2 separate regions of the Mus musculus genome follow, and region 2 is linked to region 1. Evidence: chromatin contacts called from public HiChIP or PLAC-seq data. All regions are on one chromosome and are shown on one strand. The core of a region is the stretch at or near the end of the contact, and the rest is flanking DNA. Distances in the headings are between cores, read along the strand shown.

Region 1 (5,560 bases), core at 458-2,957:
GTGTCCTCTGGGGGCCAGGCATGTGTCTATGTCACTCAAGAGAGTTGGGTCTTAATACTCATGAACGGACAGAGAGGGTGGGGCCACACCAGCCTCTGCCGAAGTGTCACACAGTATATATCCAGTCTGGGATTCAAATCTGGGGCCATGGCTTCCAAAGCCTGTCTTCAGGGGACACAGGCAGAATGTCTGCTCTCCAGCTCCGGGACCCTGACTCTGTGACATGCTCCTCCCACACCCTCTCTGCAGAGTTAAGAGCGGTCAGGAGGGGAGGACTGGGGCCACAAAAGCTGCTTCCCAACTCCAGGCCTTCTAGGTCTGGGCACCAATGGCTCAAGGAGACCGGCCGGTTAAACAGTCAGTTATGGGCTCTGGGCCAGACTGGATTGGGGATTGCTGAGGCTGGGGAGTGGTTGGGCTAAGACATAACCTACTTGGGTGAAGAGCGGGTATAAAATGGCGCCTGCAGTATTCCAGCTGGAAACACGATCTCGTTCTTGGTGGGCGAGTAGTAAGCGTTCACCATGGGCGGCGTCATACTCCACCTGCAAGCCACAAGCACACGTGAGCTCTCCCGCAAACCTGCTGGAAGGGGAGGGGGACGTGGCTTAGAGACCGTGGTCTGGAAGCTGGGCGTGGTACACTTTGAGAGGCAGGGGCAGGTGGATCTCTGTGAGTTTGACACCCACCCAGTCTACAGAGCCAGTTCCAGGACAGCCAGAGCTACATCATAGAGACAAACTGTCTCAAACAAACAAATGTGGCTTTTGGGAGCTGAGGGATGTGGGTCAGAGTGGAAGAGTGTTTGTCTTAAGATGTACAAAGCCCTGGGTTCAATTCCCAACACTGTGTAAAACAGATGGCAGTGCACGCTGTAATGCAGGCAAGAGGAAGCAAAGGACCAAGAGGTCAAGGTCATCGCCATCCCATCCTTACAGTCACACATCTGAGTGCCAGGCTCAAGATGCTTTTAGCAGCAGCTCTCAAATGCCGACCAAGGCTGCCCTCAAAGGTGCTCTACCAAAAACCACAGAAGCTGCCTGAAATGCTATCATTGTGGAGGCAGAGCCAGGAGGTGGTGGCACACACCTTTAATCCAGGCCCTTGGCAGGCAGAGGCAGGTGGCTCTCTGAGTTCAAGGCCAGCCTGGTCTACAGAGCGAGTTCTAGAACATCCAGCGCTACACAGAGAAACCTTGTCTTGAAAAACAAAAGCAAAGATGTGGAGACAGGAGGATCAGGAGTGCAAAGTCCTCCTCAGCTGCGTAATGAGTTCAAGGCCAACGTGGGTGACGTGAACTTGCGTTTCAACCCCCCCAACCCCCAGAAAAAAAACACCACCATCACCACCACCACCAACAACAACAAAAAACCCAAAACAGGCAGCGGGCAGGTGACTGGGGAGCAGGATCAGAGATCTGGAGCTTGCTAGCTAGACTAGTGACTCTGGGTTCAAGAAGGAGACCCTGCCTCAACAGAATGGAAGCTAATGGAGGAAGATGCTTCCATCTCCCCCTGTAAGCTCCACACACGCAAATAAGCACACATGTGCAAACAAACAAACAAAGCCAGAAAACCCCCTCTAGGAACAAGCCTCAAACCCAGACCGACAAGCCACACTCACTCTCTGAATGTCCCTGAGAGGCTCTCTAAGCCCAGCCCCCACAGCACAAGCCTCTTGCTCTGCGTCACCCGGTGGGCCTCGCCCACGAAGCGCATCAGAGTTCTTATCCTGCTTCCTTTCCAGAGTGGCTGACAAACCACAGGCATGTGCAAGCAGATACTGCACATTTTCTTGTGGATGGGTGGGGTGAGTTCACAATCTCTGGGAAAACAACTGATGTCATCTGTTACCCATGACAAGAATGTAAGGTTTCAAAATAATCTTGGGGTGGGCTGAGATGGCTCAGTGACTAAGAGCACTGGCTGCCCTTCTAGAGGACCTGGGTTCAGGTCCCAGCTGCCATAGGGCAGCTTACAATGGCCCGTAAATCCAGTCCCAGGGGATCTGATGCTCTCTTCTGGTCACCAGAGGAACTGCATGCGTGTGGTAGACATATATACATAAAATAAATACATGCGTAAAATAGGTAAAAATCCTTTTCTTTCTTTCGTTCTTCCCCCACCCCCCTGAAAAAAGAGTTTCTATCTGTTGCCCTAGGTCTTGGAAGTCCCTCTATAGATCAGGCTGGCCTGGTAACTCAAAGATTCGCCTACCTCTGCCTCCTGAGTGCTGGGATTAAAGGCATAAGCCACAACCACCCAGCTAATTTTTTTTATTATTATTATAAAAGGGATAGTAATATGTACAAGCATTAGACTATGCACAACTATTAAAGTCTTCCTCTTTCCTGCTGGGCATGGTGGAACAGACTTTTAATTCCTGCACTTGGGAGGCCAAGGTGGGCAGATCTCTGTGAGTTTGAAGCCAGCCTGGTCTACATAATGAGTTCCAGGAGAGCCAAGGCTAGGTAGAGAGACCCTGTCCCAAAAAAATCCAAAAGAAAAACCACGACCAACAAAAACCTTCCCACTTCCTAACTGGCTGTCTGTGTGAGGCTGGCTTTTCTATATATACTCTTAAGCAAACTGTTAGAGTGGATGATATAGAGGCAGACATGAGAACCCAGCTGCCTGCTAAACCAGAAATAAAGAAAGCTGAGGAGACTGGGGCTGAGCACAGTTGTAGAGAAAGGCTGATTCCACCCCCAGAGCTGGTCCTGAAAACAGTAAACCTCTGTTTTTATCAATACCTCTGTTTTTATCATCCACTCAATTATCTACCTACCGAGAAAAGATTCATGGGAGCTAGAGAGATGGCTCAGCAGTTAAGAGCACTTTTTTGTTTGTTTTCTTTTCTTTCTTGTTTTTTGTACATTTTTGGTTTGTTTGTTTTTCCAAAACTTTGGAACTCACTCTGTAGACCAGGCTGACCTCAACTCCGATCCGCCTGCCTCTGCCTCCCCAGTGCTGGGATTAGAGGCGTGCACCACCACTGCTGACTGCACTTGTTGCTCTGGCAGAGGACCTGGATTTGGTTCTCATTATCACATGGCAGCTCACAACCATCTGTGTCTCTCGATCCAGAGCATCTGACCCCTCTTCTGACCTCTGTGGGCACCAGGCATGCACACGGTACACAAACAGAAAAGCAGGCAAAATACTCATCTATGTCATGAAAAACATTGTAAAGGTTGCCAGGTAACTGTGGGGCAGAGCCTAGAAGAAATGCCGAGACGAGGAGCCACACACCAAGAGAGGCAGCCAGACCAAGAGGGACTCAGAAGATCGGATGAGATAAATCAGTGAAATCAAATGGACAGAATCCGGCATGCAACCGGCATCCAGTAACTGCTGAATGTCACAAGAACTCCAGAAGGCTGAGGCAGGAGGATAATGAGGTCAGGAGGAAGAAGAAGAGGAGGAAGAAGAGGAAGAGGAACTGATAATGCCAGCTAGCCCTAGAGTGAAGCTGATTCTTGTGGGAAACAAAGCCAAAAGCAGGAAATATAAATTAATCTAAGTAGACAGCTAAGAATTGTATGTTAATTCAAGTCAGCTAAACCGATCTGTAAAACATTCACTTATATAAAACCAATCAATCCATCAATCAACCAATCAATCTTTGGGCTGGAGAGATGGCTCAGTGGGTAAGAACACTGACTGTTCTTCCGAAGGTCCTGAGTTCAAATCCCAGCAACCACGTGGTGGCTCACAACCACCCACAGAGTGAGCAGATGTGTCATAAATTCAATTCCCAACAACCAGATGAAGGCTCACAACCATCTGTACAGCTATAGTGTACTCACATACATATAAATACATACATACATACATACATACATACATACATACATAAATATATAAATCTTTAAAAAAAATTCAGATGAATTGGCAGCCCTGCCTGTGCCCATCTGAAGCCCATCTTTTGCTTAGAGGAAACAGGTGTCTGAATCTCCTGTCCACAAGAGGGCGCCAGAGGCAAAGGGGAGTTGTCATCACCTAGGTTACAAATTCTGCAAAAGATGTTTTGGAGTCAGAAAGTTAATCTGAGGAACACTGAGCTGAGAGGGCGTCTGACTTTTCTGAAGAGATGTTGTTTGTTTGTTTTGTGCTGTTTTTGTTTTGCGACCAGGGCACGGAACCCAGGGCTTCATTCACACCAGGCAAGTTCTCTACCCATGAGTATTATATACATGCTTAGCTAGAGTGAGTCTGTCTGTCTGTCCTATCTATCTATCTATCTATCTATCTATCTATCTATCTATCTATCTATCTATCTATCTATCTATCTATCTATCTATCCATCCATCCATCCATCTATCTATCTATCTTTGTTTGTGTGCGGTGCATGCTTGAGTGTTATTTATTTGTGAGTGTGGCATATGCACATGTGTGCACACGTGTGTGCAGAGGCCAGAGGTCATTGTTGAGTGTCTTCCTCTACTGCTGTCCATCTCAATTTCTTGAGGCAAGATCTCTCATGGTACCTGGAGCTTGCCAGCTTGGCTAGGCCGGCAGGTGGGACAAGCTCCGGGGTCTTGTCTCCTTTGCCTGCACCGACGTGACAGATCACAGTGCCTCCATACTTCTATAGCAAGCACTTTTTTTCTTACTAAATAAAATACTAACACACCCAAAGCTGTGTGCAGCGGCATGTGCTCACTGTGAGGCACTGGGGACGCTGAGGCAGGAGGAGCAGTGGAGCTCAGGAGTTCAAGGCAATCCTGGACAACATGCTAAAACCCCATCCTCAAAGACAGTGGAAGACGGACACTGGGTCTCCCTACTGGTTATTCTGATTTAAGAGGCTCTGGGGTTTGTTTGCACGGTTGGGGATCAAGGCTAGATCTTTGCAGGTAAAAGGCAAGCACTCTACCAACTGGGCCACACCCCGGCACCTAGGTTGTGTCTCTGAAAAAGGCCCTCAGGTGCTCCTGCTGTGGTACAGCTTGGTTCAGCAGTTCGAGTGGCTGGGGCCCATCCGGAATCTTCTTCAAACCCCTATGGAAAAGCCACCACTTTTGTTCATGGGGAATTGAGGACCACATGGGGGCCCTGCCCAATGATCCAAGACCATGTTTTTTCCTTCCCACGGGCAAGAAGGAGAAGCAAGCTCTGACGGCTGCTGAATCAGCAATGCTGCGTGCGACAGGAAGCCGGCTCTGTTCGGCTCCGGGGTGCTGACCACTCTGCTAGCAGGCCAGGTGAGGGGTGATGCTGACCCACCCACCCCCAGCCAGGAACCTTGCTGGCCAGAGAAGCACCTCCATCCCTCGGAGGGTGCTTAGAACACCTGTCTCTGGTTCACAAACGCAAGCAATGAAGCCAAGTGCCCCCCCCAACCTCAGGTCACCCTGGGTCTCCCGGTGTGCAAGGAGCCCACACCTTGGGGAACTCACTGATCTCTGTTGGGAGCTTTTCTGAGCTGGTCAGCTGTGACCCTCCATGAGAAGTTGAAAAAGCGCATGGCGTTCTCAAAGTAGAGATCAGGAACTGCTGTGTACTGAGGAAATAAAGCAGAGACTCCTGTAAGAGAACGGTTAGGCTGGGCGTGGTGG
Region 2 (5,033 bases), core at 1,047-3,546, 400 kb before region 1:
AGACCTGATTCCCTCTTCTGGTGTCTGAGGACAGCTAGTGTACTTACATATAATAAATAAAATTTAATTAAAAAATAAATAAATAAAATAAAAAATAAAAAACTTAGAAAAACCTATAAAAAATAATGAATCGAATGTTCAGGAGGCTGGAGTTGTAGCTTGGTTGGTAGAGTGTTTGTTTTCCTAGAGTACTCCAAGCCCTGGGTTTGAACCCCAGCACCACACGCATCCACTCACCCCAGATAGGGAGCCTATAACAGACCCAGGAACAGATACCACCAAAGTCCAACTTGGTGAACCAAGGCGTTTATTGGGGTAACTTACAGGAATATGGGGGAGGGGTCACTTTCAGGAGCAGAAATGACTCAGCAGCTGCATTACCAAAGTCCATCCCAGCATGGGTGAGAGATCACAAACTGGGAACCTGGAATACACTGCACAGCCTGCAGGCAGCTCAGCAGCCTGGAGAGTGTCATCCCCAGCTGCCTCAGTTGGTCTCAACCTCTTCCAAGCAGTTCCATTTGTCTGAGAGTGACTCCCAGCGTTCTTTACTCCTCACTCTAGGGGAGGACAGTGCCTGGTGAATCTGGTCAGTTTCAGGGACTTCCTGAAGCTATTCTGAGTTGTTTACTTGCTGTCTTAAGGAGCTTCCCAGGAATACCGGGAATGTTTCAGTCTGGGAGGAAGCGGAGGCAGAGGTGAGGGGGAGGGGTGAGGTTCTAGGTCACCCTCAGTTATGTATCTGGTTTGAGGCTAGCCTGGGCTACAACAGACCTCAGCTCAAAAAAAAAAAAAAAGCAAGTAAGTAAGATAGAAGGAAGAAAGGAGGGAGGGAGGGAGGGAGGGAGGGAGGGAGGGAGGGAGGGAGGGAGAGACAGTGAGAGAGAGAGAGAGAGAGAGAGAGAGAGAGAGAGAGAGAGAGAGAGAGAGAGAGAAGAAGAAAGTATGTAGTGAGGAGAGCAGAGGTGGCAGAAGCAGAGACAAAGGCAAAGCCCGGCTGGGTCTTTTTTGTCACTTGTGAGATGCTTGTCCCTCAGTTTTGCATTACTATAATAAAACACTCGAAGCTGTTGACTTTAGAGTAACGGTCTGTGTGTTGTATAATTTCTGGGCCTCTGACCAGGGCCACCTCTTAGAGGAACACAGCACCTCCTAAAAGTGCCACCCTAGGAACCACTCAGAGTTTTGGAGAACACTCAGTGTCTAAATCATAGCAGCTAAGCCCAAGACAATAGACAACAGAAACATTAAACAAACGAACGAACAAACAAACAAAAGATGAAGTTACTCCGAATTTGATTTTGTTCTTTTCTTGAGATAGGGTCTCATGGAGCTCAAAGTAGGTCCAACTCACTGTGTATCTGAGGCTGGCCTTGAACTCCTGATCCTCCTGCCTCCCTCTGTCAAGTTCTGAGGTTACAGGTGTCTCTTTCTCCTGATTTCTTTTTTTTTTTTTTCTTGGTTTTTCGAGACAGGGTTTCTCTATATAGTCCTGGCTGTCCTGGAACTCACTCTGTATACCAGGCTGGCCTCGAACTCAGAAATCCACCTACCTCTGCCTCCCAAGTCCTGGGATTAAAGGCGTGTGCCACCATGCCCGGCTCCTGATTTCTAAGATCTGATAAGAATTTAATTTTGATTTGGTGACTTGAAACTTCTCAGCCCAGGGTGACTTCATCTGAGGCTCAGTGCTTGCAATGGTCATTTAAGAACGGGAAGACTGGGTTCCTACACTAAATGTTCAGAGCCTGTGAGGCAAAAGGTTTGGACAGAAACTCAGTTTGCCTTAGAGAGGTGGGGTCCTGCTGAACCCATCCCTCCACTCCCCTCAGTGTTCAGACATTGTCTGTAGTTTAAACAAAGTGCTTCTGAGCTTCCCCCACAGGCCCCCCCCCCAGTTGTCCTGAGAAAGGAGTCTTCTCTAACTGTGGCAGTTTGCTTTAATAGCCACTCACTCGGCCCTTGGATCTCAAGTTTGGTGTGACTCATGTGTATCGGGAAAGTGTCAGGCCTGAGTCAGGGACCGGTCAGTGTTGCGGCCGCCAGCAGCTCGCAACATGAACAGAAGGTCAGAGAGGGCTGGAGAGAATTGCAGGCCTCCTGCAATTTCTTCTTTCTAAAAAAACATGTGTGCGTGTGTGTGCGTGTGCGTGTGCGTGTGCGTGTGTGTGTGTGTGCGTGCTTGTAAGCATGCAACAGCGAGTAAGGAGATTGGGGGTCAGAGAAGAGAACGGCTTTCAGAGTCTGTTCTCCCTTCCTCCACGAGTTCCACGAGTTCCACGAGTTCCAGGGGACACAGTCATCCGGTGGCCTGTTAGGACAAGTGCTTTTAGTGGCTGAGACATCTTACCAGCCCGAGAGGTGCTTCAAGGAAGTCATTTCAGGCTAGGATGAGGAACCTGGCTTAGAGCCAAGCCTGGCTCACCAGACCTGTTATCCCAGCTACTCAGGAGGCTGAGGCAGGAGGATGGCACGGTTAAGGCCAACTTGGTCTACAGGAGTTTAGTGTTGACCTGGGCCAAGACCTTCTCTTAAAATTAAAACAAAACAAAACAAACAAACAAACAAACAAAAAGACACCCACAAACCCCACAAAGGGTCTTAGGGAGGTAGTTCAGCGGCAGAGCTCTTGCCTGGCATTCAGTGTACTAAGTTCAGTCTCTAGGAACCCCTCAAATCCCCTCTACCCATCAAAGGGACCTGCCTTGAGAGATAGGATGGAGAAGGCTTAGAAACAAAGAATAATCTTGATCCGGCACAAAGGGGCACAGAGCAAAAGGAGTGGCAACCAGCAAGGTTTGTTTGTTTGTTTGTTTGTTTTTGGTTTGGTTTGTTTTTAATAAAAAGAGTGTGTCCTGACTCAAACCGGACTAACAAGCACACCAGGGCAAGTGCCTGTGTAAGCATTTTATCAGGTAGGAAAGGTCAAAAGATAAGATTTTCATGAGTTTTACAATGGGTAGTGTGTGTGTGTGTGTGTGTGTGTGTGTGTGTGTGTGTGTGTGTGTGTGTGTGTGTGTGTAATATTGGCCCTTGGTGGGCTAGCTTCCTTTGATAGGAGATAGGAGAAAAAAAACAACACTTTTCTTATCCAAGAAAGGCTTGTTCCTTTCTTCAGCCAGCCCTGGACACTTCCCATTCTCTGTGATAAGCCCCAGTTTCATATCAAGTACCAAATGTTGACTGTTGTTCTCAGGGTTGCCTAGTCCTGAGCATCCCAGGTTGTGAATCCCGGCTGTCTTCCTTGGCCTCTTCATGACCACAGTGACAGAGATACACATGAACTGTTGTAGGCTAAAGAAATGTATGAGCTCAGCCAGGCGTGGTGGCACACGCCTTTAATCCCAGCACTCAGGAGGCAGAGGCAGGCGGGTTTCTGAGTTCGAGGCCAGCCTGGTCTACAAAGTGAGCTCCAAGACAGCCAAGGCTATACAGAGAAACCCTGTCTTGAAAAAAAAACAACAACAACAAAAAAGAAATGTATGAGCTCACGTAACTACCCCATGGAAGGAACTGGAGACTATCCAGGCCTCAGCTGCCTAAGTACAGACACGCCTCGCATTCTGTGCAAAGGTTCTCTAATGGTCCCTTCCAGAACAAAAGGGAAATATGGCCATCCTCTGGGCAGATCAGAAGGTCTACACAGAGAAGAGCCCTGAGTGGCCAGTTTGGGTGAGATGGTAATCTGTCAGCTAGACAGTAGGGAGGCCACATAAGAAAAAAATGGCAGCTTCCGTCTAAATCATCTGCAGGGAATGAGGTGACCCTTTATAAAAGAGAGGAAAAGTGGTTCAGTCCATAAAGTACTTGCTATAAACCTGAGTTCCGCTCTCCAGCACGCACATAAAGAGAGCTGGCATAGCATAACAGGGTAACCTGCTATCCCAGATTAGGGCAGGCAAAGACAGGATAGCAGGATCCCTGGGGCTTGTAGGCCATCCAGAGTAGGTGAACTGATATGGTCCAGGTCCAGCGAGAGACCCTGTCTTCATAAATGACAATAATTGGGCTGGAGAGATGGCTCAGCGTTTAAGAACACTGACTGCTTTTCCAGAGGTCCTGAGTTTGATTCCCGGCAACCATATGGTGGCTCACAACCATCTGTATTGGGATCTGATGCATCTGATGCCCTCTTCTGGTATGTCTGAAGAGAGTGACAGTGTACTCCTATACATAAAATAGTAAATAAATCTTTAAAAAATCAATAATCAATCAATAAACAACGGTAAGGGCTAGAGAGATGGCTCAGCAGTTAAGAGCACACACTGTTCTTACAGAGGACCCAACTTTGGTCCCCAGCCTCCACCACAGGAGGTTCACGACCACCTGTGGCTCCAGCTCTCACAGGGACCAAATGCCTTGTTCTGAACTCCACAGCAGTCACACTCACATGTGCACTCACAGGCTCACACATATGTACACATAGTTCCAGATAAGATAAGACAGGAAGTGACTGAGGAAGACTCCAACACCAGCCTCTAACCATGTGTGCACATCGTTACACATACATATGTGTACATATACACATTTGCAGAGTCACAGTAGCAAAATAAAGAGACACTAATGTCAAAGCGGTTGGTGCTCACTGCATTCTACAGTGGTGCCCACTGTATACACCAGCCCTTCCTCCCCAATGTAGGAACCTGTCACCATCTAACAGTGCAGGGCCAGCCCTAGCCTGGCCATGAAACGTGCTGGCCTTCCTCCCAGCAGATTTATAGCTATGGCATCCTGCCAAAGGTCTAGTGACAGCCATCAGTTCTGGTCCATGGATCCATGTGGTCTCAAAAGCCGTGAGCAATGTAACGAATGCACTAGCTCCCAGTATGCTAATACAGATCATGAAGGACAGGAAAACCCAAGAGGACATGCCGACTCTGGCAACAGCTGTACCTCCAGTGACTTCTCTTATACTTTCCAGATCCAATAAGCACTTGAGGGACAAAATACCACAGAATCACGATGAACCCTCAGACTTGGACACGGGGAGTGTGACAGACAAGAATTGAGCTGACATGATAGATAACTCAGTA

What was found. HiChIP or PLAC-seq counts read pairs in DNA pulled down with a chosen protein or histone mark.
Region 2: a FOXA1 HiChIP or PLAC-seq map of pancreatic cancer cells shows a contact between it and region 1. The contact joins two enhancer-like sites. A contact is called at or near these places in 1 of 115 datasets of contacts at active chromatin or transcription factors (pancreatic cancer cells) and 1 of 9 other capture datasets (embryonic stem cells).

Annotation. Positions count from the first base shown.
Region 1 is chr4:137,951,443-137,957,002 of GRCm38.p6, reverse strand. It overlaps Ece1 (endothelin converting enzyme 1), which reads right to left. Exons shown (of 19, transcript NM_001369179.1): 14 at 5,402-5,505; 15 at 435-545. Among named protein-coding and RNA genes, the nearest start is that of Eif4g3, 39 kb to the left of the region's middle. Within about 2 kb of position 1,707, at least 55 of the 459 cell types and tissues checked have an H3K27ac peak or open chromatin away from gene starts, as enhancers often do. A contact at or near this core is called in pancreatic cancer cells, where this site is marked.
Region 2 is chr4:138,353,699-138,358,731 of GRCm38.p6, reverse strand. The region is part of intron 1 of Cda (cytidine deaminase); the gene reads left to right. Among named protein-coding and RNA genes, the nearest start is that of Cda, 12 kb to the left of the region's middle. Within about 2 kb of position 2,296, at least 48 of the 459 cell types and tissues checked have an H3K27ac peak or open chromatin away from gene starts, as enhancers often do. A contact at or near this core is called in pancreatic cancer cells, where this site is marked.